2 separate regions of the Mus musculus genome follow, and region 2 is linked to region 1. Evidence: chromatin contacts called from public targeted proximity ligation data. All regions are on one chromosome and are shown on one strand. The core of a region is the stretch at or near the end of the contact, and the rest is flanking DNA. Distances in the headings are between cores, read along the strand shown. Region 1 overlaps Dagla (diacylglycerol lipase, alpha). Region 2 holds the start of Ppp1r32 (protein phosphatase 1, regulatory subunit 32).

Evidence for each region.
Region 2: a targeted proximity ligation map of embryonic stem cells shows a contact between it and region 1, with 3 times the contacts expected there. A contact is called at or near these places in 5 of 39 promoter capture datasets (cranial neural crest, embryonic stem cells, frontonasal cranial neural crest and 2 more), 51 of 484 Hi-C or Micro-C datasets (the AML12 cell line, B cells, the C2C12 cell line and 32 more), 7 of 130 datasets of targeted methods (embryonic stem cells, epiblast stem cells, forebrain and 2 more) and 3 of 9 other capture datasets (adipose tissue, embryonic stem cells and liver).

What each region holds. Positions count from the first base shown.
Region 1 is chr19:10,277,235-10,282,372 of GRCm38.p6, forward strand. All of the region lies in intron 1 of Dagla (diacylglycerol lipase, alpha), which reads right to left. Among named protein-coding and RNA genes, the nearest start is that of Gm30042, 10 kb to the right of the region's middle.
Region 2 is chr19:10,480,863-10,485,987 of GRCm38.p6, forward strand. Ppp1r32 (protein phosphatase 1, regulatory subunit 32) reads right to left here and starts at 2,066. Exons shown (of 14, transcript NM_133689.2): 1 at 1,966-2,066; 2 at 1,371-1,506; 3 at 841-958; 4 at 422-575. The coding sequence starts at 1,479.

The DNA of each region.
Region 1 (5,138 bases), core at 352-2,851:
TTGTTTTTTTTTTTTAATTATGTAGTGTTTAGTGCTGTTAGCTGTGGTATCAAGCAGTTACAGAATCCCTCTTTCATACTTCTAACACATGAAGAAACCGGAGGCTCAGAGAGGTTCAGGTAACCAGCCCAAGGTCACTCAGTTCAGTGACTGCTGGAGGCAGGCATAAGGCTCCGGAGCGCGTGCTTGGCCAGCCCCGCCCCGCCGTCGCCCCGCCGTCGCTCACCAGGCTCCATTTATCACCAGCTCCACTTCTCGTTCTCACGCTAATTATTTTCCAACTCCTCTTCAATGAAAAGAATTTGCCATCTGCCACCAGGCCCTGCCACTGACACCAGCCAACTCCCCAGGAATCAATTGGGGCCTTTCGCTTCCTGCTGGCTGTTCTGAGAGGGCTGCTGGCTGCTGAGGAATGGGGGAGGTAGGGCCAGAGAGAGCGGCAGGACCCTCTCTTTAGCAGCCTGGACCGGACTCTCCACGTTCTGTCCTGGGCAGGGGGAGTTCCTGAAGGTGAAAGGTCCCTCTAGCTCTGGCCAGGCCGGGCTTTACTTCTGAATTCTTTCTTAGAGATCTTTTTCTTCCCATAGGCCTCTCGTACGTGTTTCAGTTCTTTGGGCAGAGGTGGCCTGGAGGGAGCTCAGGCAGGCCGTGCTGGCCTCAGGTGGCACTCTTCCCCTGGGAGCTGCTGGGCTGGAGCAGGCAGGTGGCATTAGGCATGCAGCCAGTCTCCTCCCACCCCTTGCAGTACAGCTCACCCCACTGGATCTCCTGACCACTCCCTCTTTCAAGTACACAGAGCTGGAGGCTGCCCCAAGAAGCAACCTCCGCCTTCCCTCCAGTTCTGGATCATTGCTTTTCTGAGCCTCAGTTTCCTTATATGCAAATGAGATAGTGAAGCCACTCCCTTCTTGGAGGAGGAGGGGCTGGGAGGAGCAGGTGAGCACTTGCAGAGCCAGTGGCTCAAGGTTTGTTCCCATTCTGGTTCATTCTTCAGTTTCCTGCAGTGAGTGCAGAACCTTTACCTCTGCACCAAGTCTGCTGCCCTGCAACAGAAAGTCCCTGGCCATCCATTCCCAGTGGCAGGCAGACCTGCACTGGCCCCAATCCTTGAGTGACCTCTTCTCAGGTAGGGCTGGTGGTATCTCTGAGGAAACTACCAGAGTTGTTTCCTTGGACTCCTTGGACCCACAAGTCAGTGAGGCAGGAATGTCATCTCTCTAGAGGGGACAGCTGGGACTACTGAGCTCCTGCCCAAGGCCACAAGGTTGTAGACCACGCCAAATCCACATTCCTATGAGAAAGCTGTGTACCTATCTGCCTGTGCAACTGAGTTTCAGGTTGTCATACTGCAGAGCTCTTCCCCACCCAAACTCAGCACGCCCTGAGGACAGAGGCCTCCTCTTGCGCCCCACCCAGTCCAAGATTTCCTCCACCACACTGCTCTTCCCCGAAGCCTTCCTTTTGCTGGGGCTGCATGCTGGGAGTTCTTGGCTTCCCAGATGGCCCCCTGCAGGGAAGTTCACCAGATCTCAGCTCTACCCCATTCTCAGCTCCTCAGAACTTCCTCCAGAGGAGACTGTCAGTCTCTGGTGCTGGTGACACCTCAGAGAAGAATTAGCACCTTCCACTTCCTTAGGGGATCCCTAATGAGGTCGTTAATGAGGTGTTAAGTGGGCACGCCAAGTATGACACCTCCCCTCTGGGAACCCCCCACCCCTTGGGCCCAGCCTACCCTGAGCCACGTTCAGCCCCACCTCCTCAGGCAGTAGACCAGCCCTCGGATCTGGTCTGCTTGAGTGCATGCTGCTCGAAGGTTAGAGAAAGCCTTCAGAGCTGTGTGTGCCTTGGAGAGCCACCACCTGGGCAGTACAGCCATCTAGGGCACAGGCCAGAAGCTCTGGCTCTTGGGTTTCAGCCACTCCCAAGTCATCTTCAAAGCCAGCAGGGATCAAATGATGGCAAGCAGAGCTCCTTCCCCAGGGAGCTGCTCTACAGAGCTCTGGTGACTCAAAGGGCCAGCACCCACCCTCCACCCCCCAACTGTGTAACATGGGACCACCAATAGCTTTATGGCCCAGTCTCTCCTTTGCTTGGCTCTCCTTCTTTCTGTGCTATCTGAGGGGACCCCAGATGAAGGGAGGTGATCACGGCAGGCAGGTCTCTGGAGCCTGGCCCTCCATGTCATTTAGAGCAGGGTTTAGTTGCTGTATATATCCCTAGGCTTTGAACTAAGTGCTCAAAAATGTCTGAGAGCCATGAGATAGAGGAGCCCTCTGGTCAACTCTGGCATTTAGGGAGAGAGCCTTGGGATGCTGCTCAGGTGTCCTTCCAGGCTTGGGAGGCCATTCCATATCTCCTCCATTGCCTGAGCTAGGAGAGCAGAAGGGCCTATAGGAGAAAACTCTTGACCTCAGGCCACAACTTCTATTTTCACACTCCCTCTTATCCCTCCCACAGTAGGACAAAGCTGGACTCATCACAAGTTACAGAGGCCTCCGAGAAGGGGCAGTGCCTGGAGGGCCCCTACTGCTGGGTGGAGCACAGGCTGGACCTGGCCCTGGCCCAGGGACTCTATTTCTCAGCCATCCACTGGGCGAAGACTTCGGAGTGCAGTCCGGGAGGGGCTAGCCACTTCCTATGACAAGTCAGATGAGTCAGTGACCATTTCCCCATCAGTAACCGGCTGACACTGATGACAGCGCTTCCCTCGTGGGCTGAGGGACAGTGGGACAAAGCCATTTCAATGTTGTGGAGTGTTGAGAGCAGACTCTGACACGGCAGGATGCTTGATGCTTGGCAGTGTAAACTACATACACTGCTTTAGGAACCGCTCACTGTCTTCTTCAAAAACTTAGCATGGGCTAGCCAATGAGATGGCTCAGCAGGCAAAGGCGCTTGCCACACAAACAAGAGTCTGATGGAACCCACGGGCAGAACCAACTCCACAAAGTTGTCCTAGACTTCCACAGGCATGCTAGGAAATGTGTGCACCCCTCCCCCATCATATACACTTCCAATAGTTTCTTTGTTTTTCTAAAGCATATCATGGTTCCTAAGTGGCCTTTAAATAAAATTAAAACTCTCAGGCATTGGCTTTCTACCAAGTGCCCGACGTCCTGCATCCTGCCATGATCACCAAGACCATCCTCTATGTCCTAACTCTTGGTTCTGTGCCGGGCTCTGTTCCTGTCCATGGTTCCCACCAACTGCCCCTGGCCAGAGAGTCTGTCCTCTCCTGGCCCCCTTGCTTCATGTGCTGCTTCTGCTGTTGTCTGTAAGGTCTGTTTGGGTACCTGTCCCCAACTTCCCCCAAACTCCAGTCCTGATGGTAGATCAGCTCAGCCTGTGGCCTACTTTCTGCAGGTTTCTGGTATGGGCTTCACCTTCTCTATTACATTGCACGTTCCTGGGGAGAAAGCTTTGGCTCTGCCTACTTCTTCCTAGTCTGTGATAGAGGTTCCAGGACTCTTAGCAACCAGCAGGCTGAAAATCAGAGGCACTGGGGAGCAGGACACCTGCCTCCAGCACAAAGCTGCCCATGTGGGACCTGGACAGAACTCATGGTCCACTTTGTTCAGGATAGGTTAAGGCTGGGCAGAGGCAGGGCCCAGCCTGTGTAGTGATACCTTCCTTTCAAGAGGCCTTGCCCCTGATAGTCAGGTGCCCAGTCTTGTCACACTGTCACTTCTGTGGTTTCATTCCCTTGGTGCCGCAGGAGGAGGAGCTGGGGCTCTCTGCTGCCACTTGGCAAGACCAGAGCAGGGGTGGTAGCAGGGTTTTGGCAGGCCCCGTTTCAGTCAACCTGGGGCTATTGCCCATTGTGGAGAGAGGAGCCTCACCAGGATAAGAAGTCAGTGAACCCTATCTTCAGGGGGCAAATCTTTCAAGGAAAGAGCGACTGGCAACATGCATATAAGGCTAGCAGGGCAGGTGAGCGCTAATAGGCTTCCCATCCTGTTTCTTCGGGCCAGACAAGGTCCTGGTGAGACCAGAGAGGCTGAGGCTCCTGCTAGGCCAACCCTAGTACCTCATCTCCCTCGGGACTCAGGGCGGTAATGTGACAAAGCCTGCTTCCTCAGCAGGCACAGTCCTTTCCTGCACATCCCAGGAAGGCTCTGGAGTGAGGGATGGCAGTGAGGGGGGTCGGGCCTGCGTCATAGCTCGTGCTGGCTTCTCCACCCTCAGTGGCCGCTGGCAGCTATAAATACCACTCCAATCTCTGGATGTTGCGGGAGATGACCTAGAATCGTGGGCTTGGAGGCCTCCAGGGGCCCCCTCCCTGCTCATTTCAGATAGCGCCTGTCTGACCAGAACATCCTTGCAGCTGGAGAGTCGGCACCCACCTGAAGAAGAGGCGAGATAAGAGCAGTAGCCAAGACCAGAGCAATGCCTCAGCCGGCCATGGGGAACACCAAACCCAAAGAGTAGCACTTTGATTGCAAACCCTCTTCACAGGCCAGGTATTAAGGACCCCAGGCCCCAGACAGCCCAAGAGATAACAAAGAGACACAGCCACCTGAGACCTGCTGCTATTTGTACCACTACCACAGCCTCTGGCTTTGGGTTCTCTCTGGAGCCCACTCAGTGTTAAAAGCTCCTAAGCCCCTGGACCCTAAGCCTCCTCTTCACCTTCTCAGCCCCCACAGTCTCTGTGTGATTTTTAGTTGAAACTGGATCCCAAATATGTCATCCCCCTGGGAGCCTCACCGGAACAAACCCCACTTTGACTGGGGCCTTTGGGGTGTCAGTTGTTTAAACAGGCGGCAGCTTCCTTCTCCTACCTGGCAGCTTGCCTTTGAGCGAGACCTCCCTTCTTAGGAGCCCAGGCCTGGCTGACCAGGAGCACAGGACAGAAGGTGGTCCCCAGACCTTGTAGAACAAGGACACTGATCCTCACAGAAGTCAGCTTTGGTTCCAAGTTTTCTAGCTTGGGGCAGGGCAGGCTTCAAGGGGAGACGAGGAGGAGATGATGGGAGAGAGCACAGGGCCATGTGGACACAGATGGGTCTGGCTAAGCAACTCTTTACTGTACCCATCCTCTACTCTCTGTGTGCCCGCCACATGCCAAGGACATAAGGGGTGGTAACAGAGATGAGCCATGGAGTGACATGAGGTCAGATTCCCACGCATCTCCAGTC
Region 2 (5,125 bases), core at 816-3,315, 200 kb after region 1:
GACATTGCTTGGATGCATGGCTACCTATCCTCATGACCATGGAGGTGACTTGAATGGTGGTAACAATGATGACAGAAGTGAAGAGGTCGGGGTGACTGTGACAGTGACCTCGAGGCAATGAGGGTAGTGGCAAAGGGTTTGAATGTATGACTAGGATCCTGGTATCTGTGAGGATGGAGTAGGGGTGAGGGTGTTGACACGGCTGCAGGGAGAGGGAGTGGCAGTGGGGATATCGGGATAAAGACAGGACCACAGTGGGGAGCGACCCCTCACCCTACACTTTGGCTCCTCCAGGCTATGTCTTCTCAGCTCTATGCAATGGGTAGAGGTGCTACTTCAGCTTGCTAGAGGAACCCACCCTCCCTGTCTTGCTGCACACATCCTGGGGCTCACTCCTGTCTAGCCTGGACCCAGCACTGACCTCCTTGGAATGTGGTCCAGGGTTGAGTTTTTCTCGCCCGTAGCTGGAGGTTGTCTGGTGCAGGTTCCAGGGCAGGGGTTGTTTACCATCGGGCACTTCTAGGGGAGAGTAGCTCTGACTGGTCACAGACTTGGAAGTGTCTCGGATTTGTTGCCTAAGGGGTGGGAGGAAGCAAGAGATGGGCCCCCCAGGGCCACCTTCTTTGTTCTGGGGTTGAGGGCTGCAGTACTTATTCCCAGGAGCATCATCTCCCATCCTTCTCCCAAATGTTTTAAGAGTCCTTCTTGGCCCCGGGGCCAAAACTGGGCAGCATGCCCAGAGCCATTCAGGCCTTGCTTTGGAGCCTGGGGCAATGACATCTCTAATATTTAAGATCCAGCAGAGCAGAGGAGGGAGACAAGGAGTAATGGAAACTGTACCCTATGGCAGGATTGTCCAGGGTGTCCAGGTGCGGTTGGTAGGAGACCAGGGGCCGATAGTTGGATTTGTAGCCTGTGCCTACATGGCTTCCCAGGCGGGGCTTAAACTCCTCCCGACCTGCCAAGGGGCAAGAAGGAAACAGGACCAAAGGCCACCAGAAGGGTGAGGAGTGGCTTCCCAAGCAGAGCCAGCAGCCACCAGGGCCTAAGGAACCCTAAGCCAGGGGAACTCCTAACAACCCAGGTGTTGGGAGCTGTGTAGGCCTGGCCCGTGGAGGACTATGATGCCAGAGAACAGAGCCAGTGGCATGGGGTCACAGGAGCCATGTGCAGACATACTTCAGTGACAGGACCAAGGAAGGGGACAGCCAGACAAGGCCAGCTTGATTGTGTGAGCCTTGGGCTCAGGGAATGGAGCCACTCTATGTGGCAGGTCACTCTCTGCTCAGATTGACCTAGAGTGTGTGCCTCTCCTGGTCCCTCTTCCCATACAGGGTCCTGAAGGTAGCACCCCATAGAGGAGTCCTCACCATAGGCTGTACAGTAGCTGGTAGCATAAAACTTCAGAGGGTCAGAGCATCCCCCCGAACTCATCTTCACATATGGAGAGACAACCCCAAGAGGGAGTTTCCCCATCATGATGTGTGAGGCAGGGGCCCCACGGGCCTGAAAAGAAACCCAGGAGATCTCGTGAGTCCTGACCCCAGGCTTCAACCTCTGCAATGACAGTCACCCCCTCAGAGGCCCGAGTCATCCTCACAGGCCCTGTTCCCGTTTCTGGAAACTGCATCCCAAGTCAAACAAAGAACCCATCTTCAACTCTCACACTGGCATGTCTCTTACCAACATTCGAATGCCCCCACTTTAGAGCCAAGAAACGATGCTGAGAAATGAATTGAAGATCTTAACAAGAGGTCTCCAATTCCTAGTCCTCTGGTCTGACCTCCTATATGTGCTTCTTAGAGAGTACATGACCAAATGACCGCCTGCCTGAGCTTTCTCTCCTGCCAGACCTGCCCCGCCCCCACCCCATCTCTTACTCAGTTCCTTCCCCCCGCCCACCTCCCTGTGGAAGTTGACTTTGCTCTCCTGGGGCCCTACACAGTAGGCCCCACCCTCACCTACCCTCTGCAGCAAGCTCTGAGGTCGGCAGAGGCCACAAGAGGCTGGAGCTGCTCAAGAGAAGCTGGCCCTCCTGAGGTGGAGATGGCCAAGCTAGAAGAAACAGAGTGTTGCTTAGCAACCAGCACCTAGCAACAGCGTCCCAAGCCTCTGAAGTCCTTCTCAAACCATGGCCCACTGAGGGGCTGACCTGTCTAGGAAGGGAAGTCCAGGCATAGCACAAATTTGGCCCTTCCTCCATGGCTCTGTCCCACGCTGCCTGGACAAGACCACGAAGAGTTGCTTGTCTAACTGATGTGAAATAAAAGATAATCCTGGACAATCTCTCCCATTTACAAAGTATCCACTTCTCACGGTGGATACTTTACATCTTTTATCTCCAGCCTCCTAGCGGCTCTTCCAGGTAGCTATTATTATCCTCTCTTCACTGGGGAACAAGAGGCTTAGACAGGCAAAGCAACTGGACTGGCCAGAGATCTCAAAAAACAAACAAAACAAAACACCACCCCCCCCCAAAAGGAAAAGAAACAAAATAGTTGCGATTCCACTTGGGTGGATCCTGATCCCACTTTTATGCCTCTTGGTAAATTAATCTTTACTATATTCTGCTCCAGCTAAATCTGTCCTAAGCCTTTTTACACACATTACCTCTTACAATTTCCCAGATTCCCCCATGAGCTTGGGGCTCTTGGTACATGGCCAATAACCATAGCAGTGGTTAAAATTGAGGCTCCAACCAGACCTGTTTGTTGGCTTTGATGAGCTGTCTTTCCTCTTTACACTGTCACTTCTTATCTTAGTCAAGTATGTGACTTAGGACTGGTGATAGGGGTTCAACACCTGCTGAAAGGAAGGGGCAACACTGGTACTTACTTGCAAGCTGTGGTCTAAAGGCTCCCGGCCAGCTCTGCAGAGACTTCAGTTAACAGCATGCAAGCCTCAAGTTGGTTTTCAGTCTTGTAAACATTGTGACAGTTGGATCTCCAGGGGTGGAGAAGAACTCTGCTCAGTATCTGCCAATTCCACCATCATGGCTACTTGCAAACAGCCAGTTCAGTGTCCCAAATGGGAACCTTAAATACTGTTTTAGTTTTTGTTTGTTTGTTTGGTTGGTTGGTTTTGTTGTTGATGTTGTTTGGTTCTGGGTTTTGTTTTTGTTTTGGTATTTTTTGAGACAATGTTGCTCTGTGTGGCCCTAGCTGTGTAACTTGCTCTGTAGACCATACTGGACTCAAGTCACTTGCCTCTGCCTCCCAAGTGCTAGGATTAAAAGCATGTGCCACCACTGCTCAGCTAAATAATTTAACTTTTAACACAGCAGGGCTTAACAGCCAGCCTGTAGATTTCCAACCTTTAGCTATTACAAGAATGTGAGCTTCTCTTCTGGGATACCAGAAGAAAAGGAAGACCGAGGGAAAGGGGCTGTGCTGCCTAGGATATAAGCACATATATGGGCCAGGCACATGAAACAAATCCTACTACATCCCACATCAGCCCCACCAGCACCAGGGATCACGAGCACACTTTACTCCGGATTCAGAAGTTATCATGGTCTAGGAGGGCTTCAGGACAAACTGAGGCCCACTGAATTCTCCCCCTCCAAAGTCATGACTCTGTTACCGGGCCAGAGGACTGAACGCACGCAGCCTTGCCTCCAATAAGCAGCTCCCAGCTTTCCAACAAAGAGGCTCATGGGTGCTCCATACATGAAACATGGTAAGATTGCGACTGCCACTGGTGGGGCCCACTTAGGGCAAAGAGCAAAGGCACCCCTGGAGAAGAGGTCAAAGCCTGAGCTCAGAATCATGAGCTCAGACATGACACAAGCTCTGGCTTTGTCACTGAATACATATGAGACTTGATACAGGGCATGTGTTTCCAGTCCCTCCTGGAAAATGGAGGTTACTGTGAACCACTTAGCCAAGCACCAGTAGATAAAGGCCATCTACTGGGTTAGGGGAAAACTCTGGAGAGAGGTGGCGTCTTAGTTAGGGTTTTACTGCTGTGAACAGACACCATGACCAAGGCAAGTCTTATAAGGACAGCATTTAACCGGGGCTGGCTTAGAGGTGCAGAGGTTCAGTCCATTATCATCAAGGTGGGAGCATGGCAGTGTCCAGGCAGGCATGGTGCAGGAGGAGCTGAGAGTTGTACATCTTCTTCTGAAGGCTGCTCACTCCCACAATGACACACCTACCCCAACAAAGCCACACCTACTCCAACAAGGTCACACCTCCTAATAGTGTCACTCCCCGGGCCAAGCATATTCAAACCATCCCAGCCAGATGGTGTGTGTGTGTGTATGTGTGTGTGTGTGTGTGTGTGTGTGTGTGTGTGTGTGTGTGTGTGTAAATGTATGTATGCATGCATGTGCATGTCAACGGGCAGCCTTAGTGTCTGAACTTAGCCACTGTCTCAGTTTCTTTTCCTGTTGTTGTGACAAAATACTCTGAAAAGAGCAACTCTAGGGACAAAGGGCTTATTCAGGTCCAAGGGTATAGTCCTGCATGGCAGAGAATTCAAAGTAACAGAAACCTGAAGTAGCTGGTCTCATTGCATGCACAAGCAGATAGCAGACAGCGGAGCCCGGAAAGGTGGCTTAGTAGTTAAGTGCACTTTCCATTCTTGAAGAGAATGTCATTTCAGGTGACTCACAGTCATCTGTAATTCCAGCTCCAGGAAATCCTATGCCCTCTAAGACAGCAAGTGAATACATTCTACCGTTCAGGTAGCTTTCTCCATTTTATACGGTCTAGGGTACCCTCCCTGGCCAGGGAACGGTCTCATCCTTAATTTTAATAGATCTTCCCACATCAATTAATCCAGGGGCAGAGAGGGAGGGATACCTCTGTGAGTTTGAAGCCCTATCTATGTATCTATTTCCAGGATAGACAGACAGGCCTGGAGAGAGAGAGAGAGAGAGAGAGAGAGAGAGAGAGAGAGAGAGAGAGAGAGAGAGAGAGAGAGAGAGAGAGAGAGAGAGAGAGAGATTGTATCAAAAAACAAAGCAATATGACCCTGTGGCCCATTTCCCAGTAAATTCTATGTCCTGTCACGATGACAACTGAACACTAACCATTGTAGGCTCTTTCCACATATTTTTGATACCCAGTCTCCCATTGGTCTGGAACTTTACCACATAAGTCGTGCTATCTGGTCCCTG